Regions from separate parts of the Rattus norvegicus genome. Here region 1 is linked to region 2. Evidence: chromatin contacts called from public Hi-C data. All regions are on one chromosome and are shown on one strand. Each heading gives the region's core, a stretch centred on a gene start, on an enhancer-like site or on the middle of the called end of the contact. The rest is flanking DNA. Distances are from core to core; before and after follow the strand shown.

Evidence for each region. Hi-C and Micro-C count contacts between places; a contact is called where the count stands out from the background.
Region 1: a Hi-C map of kidney shows a contact between it and region 2, with 2.3 times the contacts expected there. The contact joins two enhancer-like sites. A contact is called at or near these places in 2 of 12 Hi-C or Micro-C datasets (kidney and mammary epithelial cells).

The regions. Positions count from the first base shown.
Region 1 is chr2:80,498,281-80,502,224 of GRCr8, reverse strand. The region is part of intron 1 of Trio (trio Rho guanine nucleotide exchange factor); the gene reads left to right. Among named protein-coding and RNA genes, the nearest start is that of Trio, 31 kb to the left of the region's middle. Within about 2 kb of position 1,719, at least 10 of the 93 cell types and tissues checked have an H3K27ac peak or open chromatin away from gene starts, as enhancers often do. A contact at or near this core is called in kidney, where this site is marked.
Region 2 is chr2:80,432,823-80,436,584 of GRCr8, reverse strand. All of the region lies in intron 1 of Trio (trio Rho guanine nucleotide exchange factor), which reads left to right. Among named protein-coding and RNA genes, the nearest start is that of Trio, 97 kb to the left of the region's middle. Within about 2 kb of position 1,829, at least 76 of the 93 cell types and tissues checked have an H3K27ac peak or open chromatin away from gene starts, as enhancers often do. A contact at or near this core is called in kidney, where this site is marked.

The DNA of each region.
Region 1 (3,944 bases), core at 470-2,969, 66 kb before region 2:
CAAGAATGTGCACATACAAACACGCATACACATAAAAACTTTCTTTAAACAAATTAGTTTATTTGAAGAGAATGGGATCAACATATATATATATATACATATATATATATATATATATATATTTCTGCAGATACCATATTATTTCTAAATGCCTGGAGATACATCTGAGAACATTGCAAAGGAAGAACTCTCCAGGAGCTGGTGTGGTTGAAATCACATCAGTTCCCACCTGAGGGTTTTGGCTTTTAGAAGACTGAAGTTGGAGTGTCTTACCTCACCTGAATACTGGCCACACTGGAGCTTGGTATCTCCCTCATTCTCCGGCACCTGCTGTTCAGGCGATGCCTAAACCTTCATTCCATGGGCTCTGCATCTGCAGAACTGTAGCCTTTGATGGGAGGGGCGTGTGTCAGGAGGGGCAGATTACCCAGAATGCCCGAAGTGGCTCAAAGACACCTGCAGTGCAAATATTTCTTACTACGTGATATTCAGTGCCTTTCAAAGCCTCCAGCTTCCCACCCTTCTCACTTGTACTTAATCCACCAGCATCAGGGCACTTTCAGAGTGGGAGCGGACAGCAGGAGAGGCGAGCAGACTGTCGGGTTGTCAGGTGGGCATCGCAGGAACTCCCTTCATGATGACTGTTTACAGGTGTGTGCTGTCTATGTAGGGTAAGAAAGGAATTCACCTCCACTAAACTGTCTGTGGAGGTCTCATGTGACTCTGTTCCTCGGATGTGTGGACGCTGCTCTCCCTGTTAGTGATGACAGAAAGGAAATCAAAGAAATTCACTTTGTTGCTAAGGCCCATAGGCCAGTAAGTGTAAATGTCATGTGGTCTGGTCCTGGCCCTAACTCGGGAGTTTATCCGTTCTCTTCTGCAGGGGTTTCACCTCCCTCAGAGTCTACTGTGCGTGATGTCTCAGCTCTGGGACGTGGGTGGTGCCTGGAGCGCCATGGGGTACACACATCTCTGAGGCTTCAGCCTCTTCAGGGTGTCACAGGAAGCAGAAGCTTCTGAGCTTTAGACACATTGGTTAGGACAGGCTGGTGATGAAGCAGCCCAGTGACCTCCAGGACTGTGACTCAGCTCTCTTCTCTTTGGTAGCACTGTCCAGCAAATAGGCAAAAAGGGAGGTCCCTAAGAGATGTTTTAATGAAAGATTGTTCAGAAGGAGTCAATTAAAAAATTTAGGCTTGGGGATTTAGCTCAGTGGTAGAGCGCTTGCCTAGCAAACGCAAGGCCCTGGGTTCGGTCCCCAGCTCCGAAAAAAAAAGAAAAATGAAAAAAAAAATTAAAAAGCTATTGTGTATGTTGCTTGGGTACACATGGGCCATGGCGGAAGTGTGGAGATCAAAGGTCAACTTTTAAGACTTTTCATGTGAGGCCCCGGGATCCAGCTCAGGTTGTCAGGCTTAGCAGAAGCTCAGACTTTTGCTAAGTTGTCAGAAGCTTAGCTGTGGAGCTGCCTTCCCAGTTCCCAAAGGTGTCAGTTTGTAGACAAAAGAAATTCAGAATAATTAATACATCCCCTAGGTATTTACATGAGTCCTAGCCAACAGATGAGAAGTCCTTTCCCTCAATCTAAACAGTTGCTTGTTAAATATTTCTCTGACCTCAAAACAAACTAAGGCTTTCTGGCCAAGTCCCCTTGGGAATGAGACAGGTCAGAGAACAGCATTCAGTCATGCTTCTTAACCGTGAGAGCCTCGTGCCTTTGTATAGCAGGCCTAACTGAAAGTTCATGTTGGAGAAGCTTGGCTCGCTCTCCTTCATTTGCTGAGGAACATTTGGGAGCACAAAATTGTGAGAACTTAGGGGAGGGTGGTGTCCTGTGACCCTGAGGGAACCTGCCATCCACTAATGTTTAACTAAGTTACTCTTTTACTTTGAGTGTATTTTCATGCTAAGCATTTATTTTTTAAAATGTGATGTAAGAGGCAAGATTTCTGAGGGGGGGGGGAGATGATTCGGGACTTGAAAACCTTCATACTTGTTGTCCTTCTCTGGTTTATGAAGGACTGTGACTCTGAATTCAGGGCTTCAAAGTCAGCTGGCCAGAGAACACTGCAGGTTTGCAAAGTGGTTTCCTTCTCTACCAAACCCCCAGCCTGCAGTGACTGAATGCCATGCAGAATTTATCCGTGTGTGTGTGTGTGTGTGTGTGTGTGTGTGTGTGTGTGTGTGTGTGTGTTGTGTTGGAAAAGAGCTTTGCCGTTGCTCACCATAGCAACAGCAGGTGAGGCTTGAGAATTGAAGGGGACACTTCCCGCGCTCTGTTTGGATGCCCTCAGCAGAGAAATGGACAGGTAGCTAGCTGTCTGACAAAGGGGTGTATGAGGCTGCACAGACATGCCATTCCATCCACAGCTTTTTAATCATCAGATCCTAGATCTTCAGTTTTGCCGAGGCTTTGAACAGGTGCTTTTGTTGTTGTTTTTAAACTGAGAAAATTATCAGGGTCTATCTAGCGTGCTGGAGCATGCTGGTATTCACTGTGTTAGCTTTGTTACAACCCAGGGCCGTGTTGATGTCACTGAGTCCTGTTTCCCTTGCTGATCATTCCTATCTCAATGCAATACATAAACACTTTTCGACCAAGGTGCCCTTCTTAGCCTCTTCCAAATGTTCTTGAGTTAAGTTCTCACTGCAACCCCCTATTCTTTCCCGTGTCTTTTCATTACATACCGTGTGTGCAAGGCTCTTGGTGCCTCAGGAAAGAAGCCGTAAGTTAAGTGTGTGACAGGCAGTCCCAGATAGTGCTGAGCTGCTCTGCGTGACAGCAGGCCTGCTCCTTAATCCCCTCTGATCTAACAACGTTCACATTCTTGTTCCACTGAGCAGTTCTTGTGTGGGGCAGGGATGAGTGGCACTCACTCCAACACTTTCCTTCCAACCTAGCCCCAGCCCTTGGTGCCACGGGCACAGGTACAGTAATCCCCTCCGCACTGTGTGTACAGCTGACCCCTGTGGCCTGGGATTGGCCAACAGTTTTCAAGGACTTGTTTCAGAATTGAAAATATTCACATTTTTCTGTAGGCTGTTGGACCTGCTATTTTCTCTCTATGTAGTTGTAGGAAACTTCAAGACAGTCTTAAATAGGATTATGTACACCTTCAGGACAAACATCTAGTTAAGTACGAACTTAGAGATGTTTGGAATTTAGAGCTGGCAGTTGTAAGTTCTCATTTAAATAGAACGTCACTCTTGTAAACTTGGTGGGCCTCTGTGGTGTGTTCAGTGTTGAGCTTCTGTCTTGCGGGTCATTTGGTCTGATATTGAAGACTTTCAGTGGCTCAGCCCATGGGGATTTCGGCTCCAGGATAGACAGCTGGAGAACTCAGTCTACAGCAGCTTTCCTGACTCTTTATGCCCCTTGTCTGTGACTGAGATGCTCCACCCTCCAGTGAAAAGCTGTTCTTTTTTTTTTTTTTTTTGGTTCTTTTTTTCGGAGCTGGGAACCGAACCCAGGGCCTTGCGCTTCCTAGGTAAGCGCTCTACCACTGAGCTAAATCCCCAGCCCCTGAAAAGCTGTTCTTAAATCTGGTGTAGTTTGTGATTCGTAGCGTCCTGAGTCAAAATTAAGAAATTAAGATTGGCTAAAGTGTTTGAGAGGGGGAAAAATGGGCAGTGAACAAAAAGAAAAAAAAACCCTTTGGAAATGATTCTGAGGTAGATAGACAGCAGGTGCCAGCACACCAGGGCAGGAATGAGAGGACTTGAAGGGCTAAGGCTGGCTGCAATGTTTGACTTTCTGTAAAACATACCTGGACTCTGCTGTAGCTCAGAGAGCTGCAACTTCATCCTTTCAAAGGACCCTGAATTTTGAACACCCAGGCCTCCCCTGACCCCTATTAACCCTCCTCTCCTCACCCCCTGCCCCTTGTTCTCCTGACTTTTGTGAAGGCTGATATACAATATTCTCTGACTCCAATATACCCAAC
Region 2 (3,762 bases), core at 580-3,079:
TGTTTGGGTTGTGTGGAGTTGACGTAGCCTCATTCCCTCAAGCCCAGACTGGTTACAAAGTCTCATGACTAAAGCATTTCCTTCCAACTGTTTCTTGGGTGAACCCTGCTAACTGCAGAGAAGCAGGCCTCTGATGCCTGCACAGTCCCCGCTTCCCTGTAGCCCTGGCGCCCCCTTTGCGGTACTGAAATGAGCCTGCTCCTAAATCTTCTTTCTCCCTTGTCATGGTCTACCCTTCCTTTCTTCATCAGAGGTAATAGTGATTAGGGCAGAAGATAATGTTTTAATTACATTGTAAAAACCTCAAAGTAAAACCTTTTCCTATCTTAAAATATGAAGGAATTGTAAACACAGTGTTATGTACTAGTCATTAAGTATATCAGACAACAAGAGAATGAGTCGCCTTAACTGCCTGGCCATTGTGAGCTTCAGAGTATGGTTAATTCTGTGATTTTTGGGGACCCCATTTGTAGACTGGCATTGAAATCTGCCAGCTTCAGGTGTTGTTTACCTAGGCTCAGTGACGGCTTGGGGTTTTTCTTTTTTATCCCACACAGTGGGATACAATGCGTAGTGACCCTGTGACCAGTATTAGGTCATTCCCATGTTGTGACGAAGGCCTGGGTGCTATGGGAGCTGAGTGGGTTATGAATCCAGCAGCAGGGTTCCTGGTGTGTGCACTGTGCCCCAGGAACAGGAATGATGGGAGTGGGGTTCTAGTGGTGTGCATAGGAGTTCAAAGGGCCAGGAGTTGAACATGTGGTTGGGGTTCTTTTATTTTTGCCTGGGGAGAGAATTAGTATTGGCAAGTGACATCACATCTGAAGGATTATGTCATGTCAGGGAGCTTATGTCTTATGTGAAGGCATCAGGAAGCCACAGAAGGGCATCATGGAAAACGGTTAGGGAGAAAGCAGTAGAAGGAGACGTGAGCTAGAAGCCAAGTTTGAGTGGTGGGGTCAGAAGGACTATTGACCAGTGATTAGGAGGCTGTAGACACAGCAAGGCCACCTGCGGGAACACTGACCAGGAAGATGGGACGGTGGAAGGCAAGGGAAGCCAGGCATGGCTATTTAAATGAATGAAATGCTTGATGTAATAATGGACCAGGATTTCTTTTAGCAATCAATCTTGGCTGGGCTGGAATCCATTCACATAACTCAGGGATCAGGTTTTGTCACTCTGGTTCAATTCCCTGGACTCTTCTGCAAAGCAGTCTTTGGATCAGGTTGGCTTTGCAGAACCATGTGTGTGCATGTGTGCATGAGTGAAATACACATATGTAATTAGGGTGGCATCTACTGTCTGGCTTTGTAGCACACATGCACACACAGAGAGACAGACAGAGACAGACAGGCAGACAGATAGAAGCACAGAGAGACAGAGGGGGCAGGTGTCTTATTTTGCATTACTTAGAGAAATACAGTTTCTCTGTATGCCTCCATGTCCGTCTGGGGATCAGAAGATTAAAGGTGCTCTTGGACCTGTTTCCTTTCTCATTTGTGAGACTAGAGGAAGTTGGAACCCCTTTTATAATGCCTTTTTGGACAACTGGCCTATTATATGCTATGAATTAACTTCCAGGGAACCATTAATGCCTCGTCAAAACATCAATAAAGTCTACAGATTTCTTCCTTTATTTTAAGGCTTGTGTAATACTCTAACCAGCCTTCCATCCTTTGGGCAGTTCAGCTTGTCCTGTGTATTTTGTGTAAGAAATTAAGAGCCAGAGCTCTCCGTTGGTGTTCCCTCGAGTGAGTACAGCCCATGCTCTTCTTCGGCTATTGTGGGCTGTCACTCCCGAGACAGGATGAGCCAGCCAATCAGGTGGTTAGTAAAGCAGTAGTGGTTATTACTAAAGATTAGGACCCGTTTTGTCGTGTACTGTTCATGTGCTAGTTTGTGAACATATCCACATTCCTGACATGGATGATTCATTTTCGTATCCAATCTGGGATCATATATTTTTATAAAAATGACATAAACATCAATTGATCGTGTTGGCTTTTTTTTTTTTAACATATTAGTATTAGGGGGAAAATGTAACCTTTGTTCTCTAACATTCTTACATAATTAAACACACTTACAGAAGAGTCCGACTCATTAAAGCACTTCCTTCCTGTGACTCTGATCTAGAGGTTTGCGAGGCTACCCCACCCCCACCCCCACACATTGTGCTAACACTGCCTCCCTGCACTAGAGCAGTATCCTGCAGGCTCTGCAGCGGAGCGGCTGGCTCAGACAGGGTGACGTCACCCTCTCTGCCAGCAGTGCGAGGGCGGGGCCACCGCGCAGATGTGGAGTTTTATCACCCTGCCCTTTGTGTTCCGGAGCTCCGCCAATTACCTAATGAGTAAAATTCAGTAATTACCACCGAGGCTCGTCAGTAAGAGAAGCTACCAGCTTACTGTTTAACATTTTTGCTGTGGTTGCTTTAGAATCCTGCCTTATTTATTAGTCTTATTTGTGGCATAACCTGTGCTTCTGTAAGCTTTGCTTCAGTCTTTCCCACAGGCGAATTTTCAGTTTAGTAGATGTAAGGTGGGGTAGCTGACAGGCTATGAGACCCGTGGGATGGCTGGGGAGCAGTTTCTGGGCGACATGGCAGACAATTCCGACAAGGCATACAGGCAACCTTATGAGGAGCTCTGTCTGCGGAGGGATAATTGGGCTTTTAGATAACCATGTTTTCCTAAAAGAAATAAAGTCAGCAAACAATTAGGTGAAATTCAAAATGATTAAAATCTGCTAGAGGCCCTGTGGATTACCAAAAAAGCCTTTTTAGCTTTTTTTTTTTTTTTTAAATATCTACTTACTTTATGCATGCAAGAACACTGAAGCTGTCTTCAGCCACTCCAGAAGAGGGCATCAGGTCTCATTACAGATGGTTGTGAGCCACCATGTGGTTGCTGGGAATTGAACTCAGGACCTCTGGCAGAGCAGTCAGTGCTCTTAACCGCTGAGCCACCTCTCTAGGTCCAAAAACTTACTCTTACCTCGGTTGATTAGTTCACCTTAGATTTCTGTGCACACCTCTGTGTGGAAAGTGCTGCTCGGCTAATGAGCTGGGGAGGTGCTCACACAGCCTGGAGAGATCCCATGGTGCTTCTGCTTCTGCCAGTGAGCAAGATGGAGGACTGCTTTTCCTTTTTTTGTTGGTTGATGTTGAAAATGGAATGCCACTGTGGTGAGGAATCGGTGAGCACCGTGGCCAGTTGGGAACGGCTCTGTTGGAGTGGCACTGCAGTGCCGACACAGGGTCTGAGGGCGGAAAGTGTGCACTTGATCTGACCACTGCTCTGGGTTGTTGACGTTCCAGCCCCCGATTCATCTAAAAGATTTCCCATTGTTAGAGACTACTGTGGGACATTCCCTCCCAGGGCCGAGAGGGTAATTTTCCCTCATACAGTTGTAATCATAGTATGATTGAAGGCTAAATAGCCAGAGCCGATCTTTTACAGACTGAAAATAGAAAGTCCTGGGGGACACTGGGCGTGGCTGCAGGGACAGACTCTGCCTGTTTGTTCGCTTCCACCGTACTCAGAGGTTTCAAGTACTCGAACCTGCTTCTGTCTGAAGCCAGTCCCCTGATTGAGAGGAAGGTGGAGATTATCGTTTGCTGCACAGTTTGCAGTTCATGAAAGAGACAGATTCGGGAGCACGGGCCAGACTGTTGCTCCTGGTCAGCCAGCTTTGTAAATATGTAACAGAATCCACTGTGCTGTCTAACAGGGCTGAGCGTCCCAAGATGAATCTATTAAG